Regions from separate parts of the Mus musculus genome. Here region 1 is linked to region 2. A link is a contact called in public Hi-C data. All regions are on one chromosome and are shown on one strand. Each heading gives the region's core, a stretch centred on a gene start, on an enhancer-like site or on the middle of the called end of the contact. The rest is flanking DNA. Distances are from core to core; before and after follow the strand shown.

Region 1 (6,452 bases), core at 1,365-3,864, 190 kb after region 2:
ACTAAAGCTATGAAATTAATGGAAAAAGAAATGATACCCAAAGTATAGTGCAGACATAGGAAAAATAAGTTGAAATTGTCAAAATTAATGGTGTTTTACATTGTAAAAGAGAGGGCTGGAGAGATGGCTCAGCAGTTAAGAGCACTGGCTCTTCTTCCAGGAGTCCTGAGTTCAATTCTTAGCACCCACCTGGAAACTCAGAACTGACTGTAACTATAACCCCTTAGGATCTGACGCCCTCTTCTGGTGTGCAGATGCAGATGCTGACAAATTACCCATATAAATAAAAATAAGACCTTTAGAAAAAGAGAAGAGAAAGAAAATAGTCTTGGGGAACATATTTGCAGATCATACGAGGCAAGTTACACCCAAGTAACACAATGCAGTGTTCAGAAAACAGCCACTAGGCAGATTCCAATGGTCACTTCTAGAAGTTTGGTCGATGAAAAATGGGAGGTTGCTCAGGCCTTGGAGCGTCACTTAGTAGCAGAGCTCGTTGTAAGTGCGTGCTTGGCCCCATTCCTCCTGCATCACCACAAAGGAAATTGTTCTGCAACTACAGCAGTGCAGATGAAACCCGTAACTAGGAACCAGACCATAACTGCTCAAGACCAAACAGGCCACCGTGGCTCACTAGCACATGCAGGTGTGTGAGGCACAGTTCCTTCCCAGTGCTGTGGGTCATGAACACAGACCCTCTAGAAGCCCCGCACACCAACCACCATTCTCTCAGGTGGTGTTCTCGAGGCGTGGCATCTGTAGACATGTTGAATGGGCCGCAGGCTTTGGGGTTGAGTGCTGGTCCGTTGTTCTTCCCTGCATCTTGCAGGGCTCTTTGTACCTGGGCAAAAGAAGGAGAAAATTATAGCCAAGGTGGCTGCTGATTTCCTCTCTAGCTCATAGCAGTTTGTCACATTTACTAAACTTCCTGTTTCCCCAGGGGTTTTCAGCCCCTACCCATTAGAAGAAGAAAATGGTCTTCACAGAAAAGTATGCTCCTTTCTTGGAGCCAGGCACAAGTAAGGATGAAGCGAGACTGATGCTAGCACCAGCCCTTCCACAGGAATGCTTCGCATTAGCAATAAGACCTCAGAAATGCAAAGTCGCTGTTGGAAGCTGCTGTGTTCCGTGACTGACTCCAAGGAACATGAGGCAGAAGAAGAGTAGGCCTGCTGTAGCCTCAAGTGAGATGTGTGACTCCCAGTGATCCGCCCGACCATGTACACAGCACCATGCATTGTCTGCTGAGAGGCCCAGTGCATTCTCAGCCATCACAAATCAGATATTTAATTTTTAAGTGTTAGAAATGTAAATTTTTCACCTTTCATTCCCATAAACAGAACCTACAGTTGCTATAGCAGCGATTTTTTTTTCCCCACCTACATGAAATTTGAGTTTGAGACAATTATTTTCTCACAGATTTTCAAAGTGTAAAATGAATACACATAGCCATTGCAGCTCAGGAATAATTCCTCAGATGCAAAGTGATTTGTTCTCCATGAGTGAAGCCTGAAAACTCACCCACAGTCCAGTTTGACAGAAGGAGACTTCATGGCGATACAGGGACTGAAGAGCACAAGTGTAGAGAGGCCCAGCCTTCGTCCAGCACCAGAAGAGAAGCATTGGCTCTCAGGGACCAGCTATTCATTAGCTGGTTAGTTGGTCTCTGTTGACTACTTAGAGAACGATTATCATTCGGTGGCCCTAAGGAAGAAGCTTTGCACTTAACTTTTGGTGGTGTTTGATAATGTCGTCTTTTGAAAGCACTCAGCAGTCACTGAGCCCGAACTCTGCCATGCCTCCGTTGTTGCCTCCATGGTACATTTCAGTTGGCAGTGGGGAACAATCAGACCTGTGCCAAATGGTGCTAGTGTGCTTTCATCCATTGTAACTTGCAGGTGCATGTTTAACTCAGAAAGTAATAATTAGTGACTTCTCAGAAAGTATGGATTTTGCCTTTGCTGTGGTGGGCGTTTGTTCCATCATCAATGCCTCTGACTCGAGCAGTGCCCATCATCAGCTTATGTGTGACTAATGGCAGGCCTGCCTTGATGGGCCGACTGTGGGGATGCAAGCTTTGCAAACCAGCAGAACCTTCCTTACAGCAACTCAGGTTGTGACGTGCTTTGTGTGACGTGGTGTGTCATGGTTGGGTTTTAAAAATTGTGAACACTCACCTTCAACCCTAAGAGCTGTCTACTGCCCAAGTTACCATCTCATCGTGTGCTGTGTGCCTTTTAGGAAAGTGTGGGGAGGGTGCTGCTGGCACTCCACGGGCTTGGGATGGAGTGTGCACAGAAAGATGGGTGTGGCTCCTATCTCTGTGTTACACTTTGTTCACAATTCATTGTTCTCTGGTTAAATACAACAGAAAAAGCTGAAACCAGAGATGTGTCCTGTCATTGAGTTAAATACAGGTATATTCAGGGATTATTGAGCCCTGGCCAGGTCAAGAAAGAAACTCAGTACCTAATACACAGCTGGAGAGCGGGGCCCTGTGAAGTGCAGCCTGGCCTTGGTTTCCATAGTGAAACAATAAAAATGTGCTGTGTCATAAAACACAGAACAGTAACAAGCACCTTTGGAGGACTCAGTGGCTTTCGTGGGTGACGTCGCTCTCTCCTGGTCATGAAGTGGAAGGGCTGAGGCTGCACTCTGCCTTCCTTCCTCTCCGGCTCACTGGGTGTTGGTTTCCTCACCCCTGTGACAGAATTCTAGGTAAAATATCAGTGTATTGCTTTCTTTAAAAGGAAAGTAAATGTAGTTACTTATTAATAGGGAGTGGCAACTTTATATATGTTCTATGTTAGTCACATTTATTGAACTCTAGAAGTCTACGAGATTATTGGTTCACTCTGCTTGGGAACAAGAAACCAAATACTTAGAATAAAGAAGAGGGGAATCTTACATTTGTAATATTTTAATTACAGGCAGAGTTGCCTCTCAGAAATCTGATGACTCACACATGATTACATTACATTTTAAAACAAGACATTTAGTTCTTTTGCACTGAGAAATCTGTTTCACAGGTTGATTTTTTTTTTATATGAAGATAGTTATTTTATACAAGTGCAGTCACTCCCAAATGCTTTTTTTATTCTTCTAGTCTATGCTTTAGTGGGGGAGCCCCCATGTAGCCTACCAATTATATAAATCGCGTATGTTACACTCATAAGAGAAGGCAAGTGAGGCACCATATGACCTCAGTCTCCTGAACTTAGCACATGACTAAGCACTGTAAAGGAACCTGAGAAACAGCTGAAGTAAAGAACCGAGGACGGGTTAATTATAAATGCGTGGTGACAGATTTTCCCTCTGGCCTCTGGCGCAGAGGTGGGATTGTTACACTACTTATAGGCAAGTTAATGTCAAGGCAGTTGACATTTAGCCTCTTATTTATAAGAACTCAATATGGACAGCTCATTTTCATGAAAGTTAAATACAGAGAAAAAATGTGGAATGGATAGAATGAAACAAAAATATAATGAAATGTGTCATTAGTTGATTTGAGACCCATACATACACAGTGGAGGTTATATACCTTGCTCTTACACCTGGTTGTACACACAGTGGAAGTTATGTCACTTGTTCTTCTATCGTTCAGTGATCCAGTGATGTTTGAAAGTGTGCAGTCTCTGAGGTCATCAGGAAATCTCAACTATTAGCTTGGAGAGTCACTGTGTGTGCTGGACAAGTGCAGAAGGGCTTAGCTGTTGAACATAGACTTGAAATCACTGTTAGATGGAAGTTAGTACTTTGAAAGACTAGGCCGTTCAACTGTAATCACAGGCATTTTCATTCTCCAATTACTTCGTAGGTTTGTGGAGAGACTCTTGCTTCTTTCACAGGGGCTCACTCTTGGGGCTGAGGCATGGAAAGTCTGGGGTTCTTCATATACAATAGTAAGACTGTGAGGCTTGGTTTGTGGAGTGATTGTGAAATGAGTTTTACATTGGCAGCAAGCAGCTAGGGAGGGACTCTTGTTATATACTCAAGAGTAAAAGTAAGAAGACCTTGGCTTGCTTGGTTGTCCATCCGTCTGTCCATCCATCAGTTCTTACTGAGTCAGCCTTTGGTTTTCCGGGCTGGCTCTGCCTTGACCGTGACTGTTTCCATGCTTCAGCTGTCTCTGCTCTCAGCGCTGGCATCGCTAGTCTGAGCTGGCCTGAGGTGCTGGGGATCAGACCCAGGGAGGCATGCGTGCCAGGCAAGCGTTCTACCCAGTGAGCTACGTGCCCAGCCCAGTTTACAGTATCTTGTCTTCCATTTTACTGTTTGACAAGATCTCGTTACATAATCAAGGCTGGCCTCGACCTTGCGTTGTTGTCCAGGCCAGCCTCAGACAGCAACCCTCCCTCCTGACCATCGCTGGATTTTTGGTACGTGCCCCCTCATCCAGCATACAGATCAGCTTTTGATGTCAGAATTTCACACTTGCAAACTACATTTTAGAGAATTTCCAATTCGAGGACTATCCATTTGTCCCTGCTCTCCCAAAAGATGGGAATATTGTAATTGTGCTTTCAAAGATGTGGAATGCAATGATGATTTAAAGTGTGCCAGTAGCATAGGCTTGTTTTGATCAAATGTTTGAGCATAGAAGAGAAACATAAAGATCCGTGACTTGGAGCAGGAAAGTTAAGAGCAAGAATGCTTGCTGCTCTTTCAGAAGACCTAAATTCAGTCCCCAGCACCTCCAGGCAGCTCACAACTGCCTGTAAGGTCCAGGGGATCCAGTGACCTCCTCTGGCCTCAGGCACCTACATGTGTGGCATACATTCACACAAACACACACAGATACACATAAATAAGAATACAGCCTTTGAAAATAAAAACTGGAGCTAGGATGATAGCTTTATGGTTCAGAGCACATACTGTTCTTGCAGAGGACCCAAATTCAGTTTCCTGCCTTTGTATCAGGGAACTCACAGCCTCCTATACCAGCTCCAGTAGATCTAATGCCCTCTTCTGGCCTCTCAGGGTGCCTGCACACATGTGCTGCACATGCATACATTCAGGTGGGGGCACACACATCATAATAAACTACATAAACAGATAAGTCTTTTCGGAAGGACAACGCATGTCTGAAATGTCATTTGTTCTTCTACTTTCTAAGCGGATGTTTCACATTGCACTTCATAGTCACTGGTTTTCCTTGAAGCATTCAATCCTCCCGAGACCAAGCCAGTCAGACACTTATGATGCAGAGCCTGCCAGTCGATCTTTAAATTTGTCTGTTTTTATTGAATGTACATTGGTATTTTTCCTGCATGTGTGTCTGTGGAGGTGTCAGATCCCTGGAACAGGCCTTACAGACAGTTGTAAACTGCCATGTGGGTGCTGGGAATTGAACCCAGGTCCCGTGGAAGAGCAGCTGGTGCTCTTAGCTGCTGAGCTCAGGATCTGTTTTTACAGAACTACACAGATGACAGCCACACCCAGTCAGGTCTCAGAAGCACTGTTCTGAAATCTGTGTGCTTTACTTGGGTAGGAAGATAGTTGAAAGGACATATTGGCCCAACATTTCCCACTTCTTGTAATTATTAAACAGAGATTAATTTAAATTCTTTCACTATTCTAGAAAATAGATTCAAAAGAACACTTCCTTCTCTAATAAAATGTCTCTATGTGAATGAGCAGGCATGAAGTAGATAGAAAGAAACAGAAGGATCTAGAATATTTGACAGAGCTACATAGTAAGGGTATAAGCCATAATTAAATTTGGCTGACTAATTGAGATGGCGACTATTACTAAATGTACTAAAACAGTGCTACTGTGTTGTCTGAAGGCACTTGAAATGTCTTACTGAGCCGCAATAATATATTGAAGTAAAGACTGACTGAATACCTAACGCACCACTAATAAAATGAAAGGTGATACTGAAAAATATTCATGTGAAAGTGTGTGTGTGCACGCACATGTGTACACACATATATACACACAGTGTGTGTTACAAAAGCACATGTGTGGTGGACAGAGAACAGTTTGCAGGGATCAGTTCTCTTTTTCCACTATCTGGATCGCACTGATGGAATTCAGGATGCTGGCAGCAAGCATCTTTACTCTGAGCCGTCTTACCAGGCCATGTAAACGCATTTAATGCTGGACCCACGTGGTGGTGCATGGCTGTGATCCCAGTGTTCAGGAGAAAGAGAAAGAAAGAAAGGCAAAAGAGAGTCGCTGCTAATCCAAGGCCCACCTGGTAGGCACAGCAAATCCATTCAGCCAGCTGGATGATAAAACAGTTTCCGTTTTTTAAAGGGAGAGGTGGCAGGGTGTGTAAGGTGTTTGCTGTAAAAATGTAAGGACAGAGTTCTCAACCCCGGCACCCATCCATGTAAATGTTGTTTGGTATGATGGCCCACCTGTAATCCCAGCATTCAAGAGATAGACATCTGAGGTCCCCCGGGAAAGCTAGCTATCTAGGCCAGCAGAATCAGTGAGCCTTGAG
Region 2 (7,273 bases), core at 241-2,740:
GGAGGAGCTGTTTTCCAGAGAAATGAACTTTTGTCTTGGTGGTTCTTGGTTGGCTGGTTGGTTGATTGATTGGTCAGTTGGTTGAAACAGGGTCTCTTGTAGCCCAGGCTGGCCTCCAACTATGTAGCTGAGGATAACCTTCAACTCCTGGTCTTCCTGCTTCCACCTCCCCAGCACTGGACTGACAAGCACGTGGCAGCATGCCTGGTTTACCTAGGGCTTAGCTAGGCAAGCTCTCCATCAACTGAGCTGCACTCCCAGGCCAAAGAAAGGTGGGATCCAGCTAGACAAAGAAACAGGGCTAAGGAAAGGAACCTGGAACTGAAGAGGCCAGAATCACCAGACAGAGCCAAACCCTGCAGAGTCTTGGCTGCTCTGTAAAGTAGGCAGATTTAATTTTGCAGAAGGGACGGCACGGTGCCATTGGGGAATTTACCACCAGGGAAGACTAATTGCAATCGCAACACCTTTTCTGCAATTTCACCCAGACCACGGGCTCTTTCAGAGCGAGCTGATTCTCCCTAGAAACGTTTAAAAGCATGAGTCTTGGATAATTACCATGGAAGTCCCTGGTTTGTGGCATGTTGCATTTAACATGAGCTGAGTGCTATTTATAGATGTTCGTTTGTTGTTTGCATGGACGTTTTTATCAGTCTAAAGTTACTCTCTATTGCAACATTTTAAAAAGATCAATTGGGGTGGGGGTGGGTGGAGCTGATGGAATGGCTCAGCAGTTAAGAGTGAATACTACTCTTCCAGAGGACCCAAATTCATTTCTCACTAACCAGACCCAGTGGCTCACAGTCACCTACAACTCCAGCTCCAGGGGCTCAGATACCCTCTTCTGGACTGCAAGGGCACCTCTACTCAGGTGCACACACCCCTATCCACAGACACACGCATAGACACATAATTTTAAAATAATCATAATGAAATCTTAAAAATAAAATGAGGCTGGAGAGATGGCTCAGCAGTTAAGAACTCTAGCTGTTCTTCCAGAGGACCCAGGTTCAATTTCCAGCATCCACATGGTGGCTCACAACTGTTCCTAACTCAAGTTCAGAGGCTCTAGTGCTCTCTAGTGGTCTCCAGATATCAGGTACACATAGCATGCACAGATTTTCATGCATACAAACACCCCATGCACATAAAATAATAACAATCAATTCAAGAGCTGATAATCAGACTCCAATTATCTTGCTTCTCTTGTAACCAAATATTCATCAGGTACACATGTTCTTTTCCACGGAAATAAAATCTAGCCAGACACAAGCCCTGGCTTAAAAGATTTGCCAGCTATCCATATAGGAGAGGAGATTCTGAAGTCCATGAAACAGCAAAAGCAGCTTCCTTAATTCAAAGAGAAATTGGTTACAATGTAGCAAATCTGCCAGTCATAGTTCCCAGGACAAAGTGCAATGTGGGCTCAGTGTTTGTCCAGAAAAATGGTAAATCATCAACCACACCTGGCCCCGCTTCTTCCAGGATGTTGTAATGACAGTTAGACAGTGGCTGGGCCGTGGCTCTAGTTATAAGAGCAGCTTATGTGGATGCCACACTCCGGAGAACTCCAGACACTTTTCATCGGGTAAACAACTCCTTCATCAGGCTTTAATCTAAACTCCCAGCTTCTCAAAGCTGCTGTGGACAAAGCCAGAGCTGGGTTGCAGCTCCGGAGGGAGAGGGCTGGCCCAGCATCCGGAGGCCCTTGGCTCTGTTCCCATTAACTGGGTGTGTTGGTACACACCTGGAATCCCAGTTCTGGGGCGGTGGAGGAAGAAAGATTGGGAGTTCAAGGCCAGTCCTTAGGCTATGTGTCAAATTCTAGGCCAGGTTGGGATGTGTGAGACCTGTGTGCTAATGGGGGTGAGGTGAGGGTGGGGAGGGAGGGAGGGTGCAGTGGGAGTGGGGGAGGGGCGGGGAGGGGTGGAGCGATGTGAGGGCAGGGATCAAGTGAGAATGGGGTGGAGCAGGAGCCACTGGAAGCTCTCCTCACTTATGAAAGGAAGCAAATTACTCCCTAATGTATTTTACCTGCACATTTTACTTGGTTTTACTTTCAAGGCCAAAAGAGCCCACAGGCTTGCAACTCAGTGATAAACCAGCCTTAAAGTCACAGAACAATCCACCCTTGACTGCATTAAACAACTGGAATCAGGCAATAAGCCCATTCATTTGCACTCATTACTTCAGAATTAACGTGCCTCGGTGGAATACAGGTATACGAGGCGCGCTACCCCGCCACTCAGAAGCGAATTCTAGGAAAACTAAAAAGACAAAAAGCCTTTGTATTTCCACTAAGAAATACTGTTCCAAGACAGGCAGGGCCTTCGAATATCATCCTCCTTTGGCCGAATTTCATTTTAGTCCCAATTAACTCATAATTACATTAGACATTAGAGAGTAAGACTTCAAAACATCTGCCAGCTTTAAAGGCACTGCATTTAGAAAGCCCTCGGCATGACCCCGCCCCTTGACCAGACTATTTATAGTCCAGTGAAATTAAGTTAGGTTCACGGTGCCTGACTGCCCAGTAGATTATTAGTTTGCAAATGCGTTCATTAAGTGGCAAGATTCATTTGGGGGTACAAAGCCTTCTGCTTCATCTTTACAGGACGGTCCGCTGGGTGGATTTAAAAATAAAATCAGTCGGCAAATAGCATAGCTCAGAGGAAAAGCTTCCTGTTTTGTGGCCATCGAGTGTCAGGCCCACTGTGAAAGCTAGGCTTGCTTGATTCTTTTGAAAGAGCATTGAAGTGCCCACGATGTGGATGGCTCCAAGGTCCCCTAACTGGGGACACTGCTGTGAATTTGGAGTGCTGCTTGCCTTCTGCCTGGGAGGAACAGTTGGGGCAGTCACAAAAGAAGAAAGCTCTTGTCAGAATCGCACAAAAACTGAAAGCTGATGTCAACACATCCGTTCTCGCGCACAGCTGTGTGTTTGGTATTCCCAGTTCTGGACCGGATGGATGGATGCTGCCAGGAGGGATGTCAGGTCTGCTGCGGTCTGGATCAGATAGATGCAGTTTGAAGTTTGAGCTTTCTTCCTAAGAATTTTCTTCTAGGCACTTAACCCAGCAAACGCTATTTAAAAAAAAAAATCAATTAACTATCTGTTTCTGTTTCCCCTTTGAAAGTATTGTACCATTTTATTTGAAGCGCTATGGGGAATTTCAGGGCACCTTCAGCTCTTCTGATTAGGACAAATATGTAAAGAAGTTATTTGAGATGGTGCGGTTATCAAACTGTCTAATCCAGTCAGTATGAAGAACAAGGAGGAGCTGGCGCGACATCTTGGCTGTTACAAGCACTTGCTGCTCAGTCAGAAGCCAGAGTCTTGTTCCCAGCACCCAAAGGGCTGGCTCACAACCTCCTGTAACTGCAGCTCGGAGAACCTGACACCCTCTCCTGGCCTCAACAGGCACTGTAGTGTGTCATACACTCATGCCTATGGATAAACATAAATTAAAAATAACGATAATCAATATTTTAAGTGTAACTTTTCCGATAGAAACAGAGAAAAAAGATATTCATCTTCTGGATGCAATTGTGTTTAACCCCCAAAACTTCACCCTTTGTTCTAAAAATACTTTCTGCCACTATTCTCATTCCATTAAAAGATTGCATGCGCCCTTTTAGACACTGCTCCCTGAATAACCTGCCTTGACCTTTCCCCTCAGGGCTTAGAGTTAATGAATATTTCCCCATTGTTTCCCTTCACAAACCTCTCAGACTTGTTAAAAAGGGCCCTCAGATGTAGTCTTGCTGCCCTCAGAGCCCCACATTCGGGGAGAACTGCATCAAAAGCATCAACATGACAGAAAAATTGGCCATTATTATTTTAAAAATTCCAAGTATGGGATTACAGATATACACCACTGTATCTAGCTTATTTGGTTGTTTGGTTTGGTTTTGAGACAAAGTCTCTCATTCTGAAGACCAAAAAGGCTGGGACTCACTATAGAGTCCAGCTGGCCTCCATCAAATTCATGGTAGTCCTCCCGCCTCAGCCTCTCAATTGCTAGACTTATATACAATATAGAGCACCATGGCTGTTCATCGTAGAGTTTGGGTTTCTTTGTTGGTTCATTTATTTGTCTGAATCTTTTATTGAATGCACCGTGGAGTTTTCCAGACTCTATTTAAAACATCTGCCAGGTAGCTGGTCCTCTCTGTGAGCTCTTATTGTCTGATTTTAGAAGTAAGTCAAGATCTGTCCCTGTGACCATCCCAGGCTCTTCTGTGAAAGGACAATAGTTTCTAGAGAAGTCCAGCTTTCAACGTCCAAGTTTAACGAGCAACAAGTTTTCACTTCCCATAGAAGCTTGAGGCTCTTTAAGAAGACGTGTGTGCACCCAGGCAAAGCTCAACAGATAAGAGCAAGGCGTTAATGAAGGCAAAGGTATCTATTTAACCCCCACATGGGCCCATTAACTTCATTTAGACAAAACCACCATCCTGAAGATGCACGTTAAACTTCTAAACCCAGCCGGCCGCATAGAAAGCACACCAGTCAGCTCGTGGGATGCTAAGAGGGGTGTAGGTGACTCAGGAAACGCCACCACTACTTCCTTGAGAGAAGGGAATTGGGGGGGGGGGATTAGTGAGTGACTTATTCCAAGATAAATATCTCACATGTACAGAGTGCCGAGCAAGGTTCTAAGATAATGACGGACAGCAAGAAAACCAAGGTAAGGAAGGCCATTTACAGCCCGGCATTGGATTTCAGGAGCTGATCTCTGGCGAAGGAATAGAACCTACAATTAAGGTTGAGGCATGTCAAAAAGAAGCTATAATAGAAGTAGGGGTAATTAGTAGGTGCGCGATACGCCATGATAAGCTTTATGGGATTGAGAAAACAGACCATATTACAAACTTTTCTCCTTGCTGTGACCAAATACCTGATGGGGTGGCTATGTTGGCTACAGTGTGAGGGGATTAGAGACCATCAGGGTGGGTGGGAACACAGAGCCATAGGAGCATGGGGTAGTGCTCACCTTGCTGCCATAGTTAGGAAGCAGGCAATAGATAGGAAAAGGGGGTAAATTATAAGATAAGACCTGACCCAGAAACTTACTTCCCCAAGTGAGGCTCTCTCCACCTCGTGGAAGTTTCACAGTCTTCTAAAACAGTGGCCCTCAACCTGAGCTGAGAGCCCTCTGAGAGTCAAATGACCCTTTCACGGGGTTGCCTAGAACCAAGAGAAACACGGATACCTACCTTTTAACTCAGCAGTAGCAAGATTACAGTTATTAAGCAGCAACTCAACCTAATTTTACGATTGGGAATCATCAGATCATGAAGGACTGTATTAGAGAGTCACAACGTTAGGAAGGTGAGAGCCACTGCGCTCGAACATCACCAGCAACTGGGAACCAAATATTCAAACACAGACCTACGGGGACGTTTCACATTCAAGCTATTACATACCAAAAAAAAAAAAAAAAAAAAAAAAAGACAGAACTCACATTTTAGCTGATGTGATCAAAAATGATTTTAAGGGGGAAAGTGAGATTTAGTCAGAAAGTTAGAGGGGAAAGAGAAAAAAAAACTCAAAATATAGATCAAACTAAATAATACAAAACTTGACTATTAAGTAAAAAAAAACTCATTTAATCTTTAAAAATGGTTATTATAAATTTTTAAATGAAGCAGTGATTTGAATTTTAAATGAAGCCTACCGTAGCACGGATGACAGGAGATGTGTGGGTCAGTCTGCTTCGTGCTCCTGCTATAAAAATGTCCGAGACAGTCAGAGGTATGGAGGTGGGTTTTATTGGATCCAGGTTTAGATATCATCCGCTCCATGGCTTTCTGGACTACAGCAAATCAGAACAGCCATGCAACAGTGGAGGGAAGCTCTTTACCTTGGGGTAGCCAGGAAGCAGTGAGAGGGAGCAAAGGGGCTAGAGACAAGACATACCTCTCAAAGATGTGTCTCCAGCAACCTTCTTCTGCAAGCCCCATGTTGTAACATTCTACTCACTGTGTGTTGCAAGAGGAGATACTTCCATGGAGTGGAAAACTGCAGAAGTATGCAGGAAAAAAGGAAAAGGAAACAGTATCTAATTTGTAATAAAGAAACTAGTTGTTTTGCGGCTATCCTCCATTCTCCCTTTGCTGAATACATGGTGGCCTTCTTTCTTCACAAGCAGCCTTGCTGAGTGCCTGGGTCTGTTTGACTAGCTCTGGCAAGTGAGTCTGAAAAGTGGGCTGCTACAGTTTACACCAGGAACCTGTGATTTTGCTAAAACCCAGTAGCTTTCTCATTAGTTTCATCTAGGAGACCTGTTGCTGTGTTTAAAATATGCGTGGGTCTCCCCAGCCTGGGCTCTCGCAGTGAACAGATTCTCATTTCCCCTGCAGTATTGCAGCTGTGTGAATAAGAAGCAAACCTTTGTAAGTGTTTTAATAAGCTGTGTATTTATGTTTGTGTATGTATGGTGTGTACATGTTTACAGGTTTACACTTCTGTAAAGCCAGAGCTCAAGGCCAGGTGACTTCCTCCAGCACTCCCCACCTTCATTTTCGAGACAGGGCCTCCTCTCACTGATCCTGGAGCTCATCAGCTTGTTTAGACCGGCTGGCCAAAGTGGTGTTAGAATCCACCTGTCTACCTCCCAACAGCGAGACTACAGGCCCGGGACACCATCTTTGATTTTTTTGTGTGTCCTGGGAACCTGATTTAGGTCCTGTGGCTGGAACAGCAAACTTTATTTACCGAGCTCCCCATCCCACCTTGGTGGGCTTTAAAAACTTTTTAAATTGAAATATCTTTTCAAACAATATATTTGATCATATTTTACCTCCCCCAACCCTTCCCAGAACCTCCTGCCTCCTCCCCCATCTAATTTTGTGCTTTATCTCTCTCTCTCAAAAACAAAACAAGAAAAAAATAAACACACACACATGAAATGAAAACCAAACTAAATAAGCAAAAGACCAATAATATAAAAAATGCAAAATGGGGATTAAAAGTCTTCAAAAATGCCATTGAAAGGGAAAAGGAAAAGGAGGGGGAGAAGGAGAGGGAGGGGGCAGAGAGAGGGAGAGGGAGAGGGAGAGGGAGAGGGAGAGGGAGAGGGAGAGGGAGAGGGAGAGGGAGAGGGAGAGGGAGAGGGAGAGGGAGAGGGAGAGGGAGAGGGAGAGGGAGAGGGAGAGGGAGAGGGAGAGGGGCCAGCCACTCCTGAGCATGGGTCAACCCTGAAATTTGGTTATAAACCCAGTGAGACTCCATTGGAGAACACTGATTTTTCTTTTTGCCAGTGGATGT

What was found. A called contact is a pair of places that touch in the nucleus more often than the background predicts.
Region 1: a Hi-C map of the N1E-115 cell line shows a contact between it and region 2, with 3 times the contacts expected there. The contact joins two enhancer-like sites. A contact is called at or near these places in 2 of 484 Hi-C or Micro-C datasets (the N1E-115 cell line and nephron progenitors), 1 of 115 datasets of contacts at active chromatin or transcription factors (embryonic stem cells) and 1 of 9 other capture datasets (embryonic stem cells).

What each region holds. Positions count from the first base shown.
Region 1 is chr6:140,463,872-140,470,323 of GRCm38.p6, forward strand. All of the region lies in intron 3 of Plekha5 (pleckstrin homology domain containing, family A member 5), which reads left to right. Among named protein-coding and RNA genes, the nearest start is that of Plekha5, 43 kb to the left of the region's middle. Within about 2 kb of position 2,615, at least 76 of the 459 cell types and tissues checked have an H3K27ac peak or open chromatin away from gene starts, as enhancers often do. A contact at or near this core is called in the N1E-115 cell line, where this site is marked.
Region 2 is chr6:140,279,526-140,286,798 of GRCm38.p6, forward strand. It overlaps Gm38917 (a long non-coding RNA gene), which reads right to left and starts at 6,210. Exons shown (of 3, transcript XR_869559.1): 1 at 5,924-6,210; 2 at 5,682-5,819. Within about 2 kb of position 1,491, at least 40 of the 459 cell types and tissues checked have an H3K27ac peak or open chromatin away from gene starts, as enhancers often do. A contact at or near this core is called in the N1E-115 cell line, where this site is marked.